Regions from separate parts of the Podarcis muralis genome. Here region 1 is linked to region 2. The links are chromatin contacts, called in public Hi-C maps. All regions are on one chromosome and are shown on one strand. The core of a region is the stretch at or near the end of the contact, and the rest is flanking DNA. Distances in the headings are between cores, read along the strand shown.

Region 1 (2,798 bases), core at 275-2,774, 170 kb before region 2:
CACAAAAGGAGGGGCATATGAAAGGCACCCTGGAAGGCCACTGACCTTAACTAAGCAGGGATTTGAAGCAGGTCTCTCTGATCCCAATCCAACTATATATGCAACTATACTGCACTGCCTCAATACAGTATGCTAGTATCACAGAGGTGAGCCAAAGCACACAGGTAATCCAGCCCCACAGGATAGAATGAACTATGTTGTCCATATAGTTGGGATTTTATCCTAGTTCAAGTCCCACCCATGAATCCATTGTGAAACCAGGCTCTCCAAGAACAGATCCACATTATATGCAACAATTATATGCACTTCAGATGTGCTAATATTTGGCACAGGAAACTCTTAAGTACGAAACAAAGTGCAGGTGCCTGACCCAATACCCACATTCATGCTTCTGGTAGCCCCAACAAAACTGTGGATGCCAGATGCACGTACAGTCATACCTTGGGTTGAATGTGCTTCAGGTTTAGCGCTTTCAGGTTGCACTCCACGGCAACCCGAAAGTAACAGAGCCTGTGTTACTACTTTTTCATTTTAGAATTTTGTTTGTTTGTTTGCATAATGTAATATCCTGCTACTGGGCCTCTGGCTCATTCATTATGTTACAATTAAAAAGTTTTAAATTATGGGGTGCAGAGATAGAGAGGGGGTGTCTTCAGTATAGAACCCCAGACTGGGCCTTTAGGCAAATCTCTCTCTCTTTCACACACACACACCCCACATCCTTCCCAATAGTCTTTTAAGCAAAGGTACAGAGGTACCTTAAAAAACTACAGGAGAAAAGGCACCTCTTGACTTCAGCTAAATCGTGCCCCCACTTAGAAACAGTCATTCGGTTGGACTAGATGACCCTTAGGGTCTCCCCCCTCCAACTGTACAATTCTATAATTCATGCGCTGACTCACTGTCTCTCGGCCAAGCACCCAATAAATGCCTCGTAAGTTGGGGGCGGGGCAATGAGACCAGTGTCCAACTTTACCCAGCGTCCTTTGCGAGAACTCCCAGCAGCCACTGGGAGGGGTCCCGCCACAAACTGGCCAACGGTCCGCTAGTGGCCCGCTAGCAGTGGTCCACTAGTAGAAGTACTTTCTCAACCGAGCTGTAGGCCGCAGGCTGGGCTTACCCCATACATACAGTTCTCCTCAGCCGCGAACACCCGCCATGGCCTACCTCAGCCGTCCAGCCACAGAGCCGCTTCCCCTCCTCCTCCTCCCGCGGTCCCTCAGAAGCGAGCGAGCGCGCCTCCCTCCGCTCCACATCGGCAGGCGCCGCACCCCGGCCTCCTCCCCACAGGCGAGATATAAACAATCCACGCTGCGCGCGCCCACCTCGGCCGCGCCCATTGGCAGCTCGGCTCGGCTCCCTCCCCTCCTTCCACGTCCGTTTCCTACCTGCGTCACTCCTCCTCTTGCTCCTCCCGCCCCCCGGCGAAAGGGAGAGGGCGGGGGAACGGCACCATCTTCCTCTCTCCTGATTGGACGCTTCCCTCGCTCAGCGCCCGGCATAGCGCACAAGTCGCACGCGCAGTACGGCGTGGTGACGCCAGTGACGCTTTCCCATCTCTCTCATTGGCAAACCCTGTTCCTCCCTCTTCAACAAGGAGGTGGAGATTTTCTGGCTCAAAAAGAGAGAGAGAAGGCGGTCTCCGAGATATGATTGGCTGAGAAGGAAGAGTCAATGGGTAAGGTGAGTTCTGCCTCATAGGACAGGAGGCAGCCGAAGAGTCTCTGGTGACTTTCTATTGGTTAAAGTTTACGTCACTCAGTCGTGGACGGAACAAAGGCGGGCAACGTGGTTCTCCAGCTGCCTTTTCATTGGACAAGATTGATGTCATTCATGAGAGGACGGGCAAAGCAACGCCCAGTTGTCTGTTCATTCGTCAAGGTTCATGTCAATCACCTGACGAAATCGGAAGTGGTGAGGATTGCTGAAGCAACATGGAGGAAGCCGCAGAGGGTGAGTGATTGATGGGCTTTGAAGGCATGGTCGCAGGGGAAGGTGATTGGATGTTAACTAGGCTTCCTGTACTTTTTAACATCTGTGGAGAAGCAGATGTTCAACAACAACGGGATAAACTGCGCCTGTCACATGAGTATCTGCTGTTAAAGCACAGGAACTTTTTCCAAAGAAATAAGAGCAAAGATGTTGAACCTGCCCTCCAGACGTTGCTGGATTACAGCTTTCTTCCTTAGTTGAGGCTAATGACAGTTGCGCTGATGCAAAAGAGAGAGGGGTGGGGGTTGTACCAAGATCCAAGTTTGGGGCAAGTGCTCTACAGTGAGAAAACCCCAGCAGAGGTTTAAAGCCACTAAATATGCAGCAAAGTAAAGCACGGAAATACAGGTTGTTAGATCTTTAAAATATGTCCCTCCAAGTGAGTTCTAAAATGTCCCCTTTAAAAGTTTCTTTCTAAAGTTTCCCTCTTACCCCAGCATAACAAGACGGCTACATGTTTGGTAAGTTTTAAAAAATGGTTTACTTACAAACTCTTCAAAGGTCAGGTTCATGTGCATTTCCATATATCAGTCAGAAAAGTTGCACAGGCAGTAAAACTTACCTTAGTTACAAAGTGGTGAAAGTCCCTAAATTATTGATATAGGAACACAAGAGTGGCTTGTGATCCATGTGGCCTGAGTAACCAGCTCAAACCTCTTCACGTGCTGAGCTCAGGTAGACTGTGTACAACAAGAGGCTTTAATACCTCTTTTCCCAAGGCTGGTTGAAGTGATGTAACTAAGCCTGGCAGGACAGCTTACTCTACCACTGATCAAAGTTGCCACTGCAGTTTCAGCATTTCAGAG
Region 2 (2,844 bases), core at 114-2,613:
AGGGCGAGAGGCCAGACTGGCTTGGGCTGAATGACAGAGCACTAGGTCCCTCCCCAGGATCAGCTCCTCAACTGCTGCATCCCCACAGGCAATTCTGATGTCTCAGGAGGCCTGAATGAGGCCCATCCCAATCCACTGTGTTCCTCCCCAAACACTGGCCTCCAGTCCTTCAAGCTCCTTTCACCACAGGACTCATGACATGTGTGTATTCAAGCTTAGTTACAGTCTGAGTCACAGGCAACTTCCCCCAGTTCACAGCATAAAAACACAAAGCAAAAAACACAAAATACGTAATAAAAACAAGAACAAAAAAACCACTCGCAAACCAGTAACTCCCTCCCCGGGCAGGTGCACTAGGAATAGGCCCTTTTCGGTGCTGGCCCCATATCATCTTCCATGAAGTTCACACATCTCTTGCACTAGTGCAGTGTCTCCCAACCTTGGGTCTCCAGCTGTTTTGGGGCTACAACTCCCATCATCCGTAGCTGGCAAGACCAGTAATAATGATAATGATAATAATAATGATGATGATAATAATTTTATTATTTATACCCCGCCCATCTGGCTGGGTTTCCCCAGCCACTCTGGGCAGCTTCCAACCAAATATTAAAAATACATGAAAACACCAGTCATTAAAAACTTCCCCAAACAGGGCTGCCTTCAGATGTCTTCTAAACGTCAGATTGTTGTTCATTTCTTTGACATCTGATGTGGTTGGGGATTATGGGAAATGTAGTCCGAAAACAGCAAGCTTGGGAAACCCCGCATATAGTGCCTTTTAAAGGAACTTCCAAGAAGTCTTTCTTTCGACCGGTGCTTTTGCAGCTCATCTGGGAGGGGTGCAATTCTCCATTTCCCATTGTTTGTTTGCGTGCCTGGGCTTGTCTTTTTTTTGGGGGGGGGGGGGTTGGGGTGTTTTGTGTACGTTGCCTTGTGAGGACCCCTGCCCTGGGAAGCGGAGCAGCCCCTCCGAATAGCAAAGACGGAGTCAAGCTCCTCCCGGGCCCCGAGGCGCCTCTGCCTACCTCCTCTGCCGGGCTGGTGTTCAGCACCAGCACCAGCCTGGCCGGCTCGCAGTAAAGGCGGAGGAAGCGCAGGAGGAGGCGGTCGATGCCCAGCCCGCGGGCGCACACCACCAGCCCGTCGTCGTGGAAAAGGTCCAGGAAGATCTGGTTCTCGTGCTCCAGCGGCACCGCAGCCGGAACAGCCGCTGAAGAAACCGCCATGACAAGTCGCTGTCAAACAGCCGCGGCTCCCACTGCACATGCGCAGACCGGGAAGCGAACTTACTACTGCGGGAATGAAGCCTCAGGCTCTCAATGCCGTAGAGATAAAAACCTGCAGAGTGACACGCGCACGCAGAATCCTTAAACTCCCCATGGAAATGGAAAGTCTCCGTTGTTCGCGGGTATAGGCGCGCGCCTCCCCCCTCCCCACCCACCCGCGGCCTTGCTGTGAAAGCGTCGCCTTCCCACGTGTTGTTTTAAGTCGGGAAGGAACAGTGGGGAAGTTGTTCGATGTTTAGACCGGAAGTGTGCGACTCTACATTTTTAGTTCCCTATAGATAAGGGGAGGGACGCAGGTGGCGCTGTGGGTAAAAGCCTCAGCGCCTAGGACTTGCCGATCAAAAGGTCGGCGGTTCGAATCCCCGCGGCGGGGTGCGCTCCCGTTGTTTGGTCCCAGCGCCTGCCAACCTAGCAGTTCGAAATCACCCCCCGGGTGCAAGTAGATAAATAGGGACCGCTTACTGGCGGGAAGGTAAACGGCGTTCCGTGTGCTGCGCTGGCTTGCCAGATGCAGCTTTGTCACACTGGCCACGTGACCAGGAAGTGTCTCCGGACAGCGCTGGCCCCCGGCCTCTTGAGTGAGATGGGCGCACAACCCTAGAGTCTGGCAAGACTGGCCCGTACGGGCAGGGGTACCTTTACCTTTATAGATAAGGGGAAGTGACGCGAGAGGGGGGAGGGGAAGAGAAACGCAGCATAGAAATAGGAAAAGTGTAGAGTGACAATGTGTGGTCGGGACTCGCAAGTCCCATCAGCTCCAGTCAGGGTGGCCCGATGGTCAGCGATGATGGGACTTGTAGTCAAACAACGTGGGGCGGGCGGTGGGCTCTCCGTTCCTGATTTAAAAGCAATAGCCGGATTACTGCAACCTCCCTCGGTTGCAAATAAAGGAGGGGAGGGCGGGCCGTGGCTGAGACACAGCGACTTCAGCTGCACAGAGATGTCGTCCACGATTCACATTGCAGGTTCGAAGTGGGGTTAATTCTTGTTCAGGTTCACCAGGCAAAACGTTGCTGCTGCGGCTCGTTTGTTTTCAAGAAGTTGCTTCAGCAAAGGTATCGGAGTAATGAAATGGCACAGGAAAACCTGTCTGCTCCACTGACTTACATACAGATGCACAGAACTTTTAAACGTCGTTTGGAGACTTGCGAAAGCGAAACGCCGCCAGTAAAAAGACCAGCGTCAGAGCACAGTCCTCTCTACGACTGCTCAGATGCCCAAAGGGACTTCCTTCCAGGTAAGTCTGTTCAGGATCGGAGCCTTAGAAAAGAGCGGAATCTCCCATCTCTTCTGCTGCTGGTGCTGCTACTTCCCCTTGAGTAGACTCCCCCTCTCGTCATCAGCGTGCGCGCTCCCGATCCACGCTGCCGGCCGGCGTGCGCGTCCTCCCCAGTTCTTCCCTTCGCTCTATGGTTCTTCTTTGCTGCTGCCGCTGCTAACGCCATGATCTTCCTGCTGGCCCTGTTTGCCAGCATCTTCCAAACAGGTGAGCGTTGCTGAGATCTGGGGGTGCCCAACTTTGCAGGCTGAGATCTGGGGGTGCCTCACCAGCCCTTCC

What was found. Hi-C and Micro-C count contacts between places; a contact is called where the count stands out from the background.
Region 1: a Hi-C map of blood shows a contact between it and region 2, with 3 times the contacts expected there. The contact joins the promoter of SPSB3 here to the promoter of ERCC4 in region 2. A contact is called at or near these places in 2 of 3 Hi-C or Micro-C datasets (blood and tail).

The regions. Positions count from the first base shown.
Region 1 is chr14:39,680,269-39,683,066 of rPodMur119.hap1.1, reverse strand. SPSB3 (splA/ryanodine receptor domain and SOCS box containing 3) reads right to left here and starts at 1,524. Exons shown (of 7, transcript XM_028707189.2): 1 at 1,389-1,524. NUBP2 (NUBP iron-sulfur cluster assembly factor 2, cytosolic) reads left to right here and starts at 1,802. Exons shown (of 7, transcript XM_028707196.2): 1 at 1,802-1,953. The coding sequence starts at 1,935. All of the region lies in intron 1 of LOC114584321 (nucleoside diphosphate kinase 3), which reads left to right.
Region 2 is chr14:39,512,127-39,514,970 of rPodMur119.hap1.1, reverse strand. ERCC4 (ERCC excision repair 4, endonuclease catalytic subunit) reads right to left here and starts at 1,363. Exons shown (of 11, transcript XM_028706080.2): 1 at 1,026-1,363. The coding sequence starts at 1,226. LOC114584321 (nucleoside diphosphate kinase 3) reads left to right here. Exons shown (of 6, transcript XM_077918487.1): 2 at 2,721-2,772. The coding sequence starts at 2,730.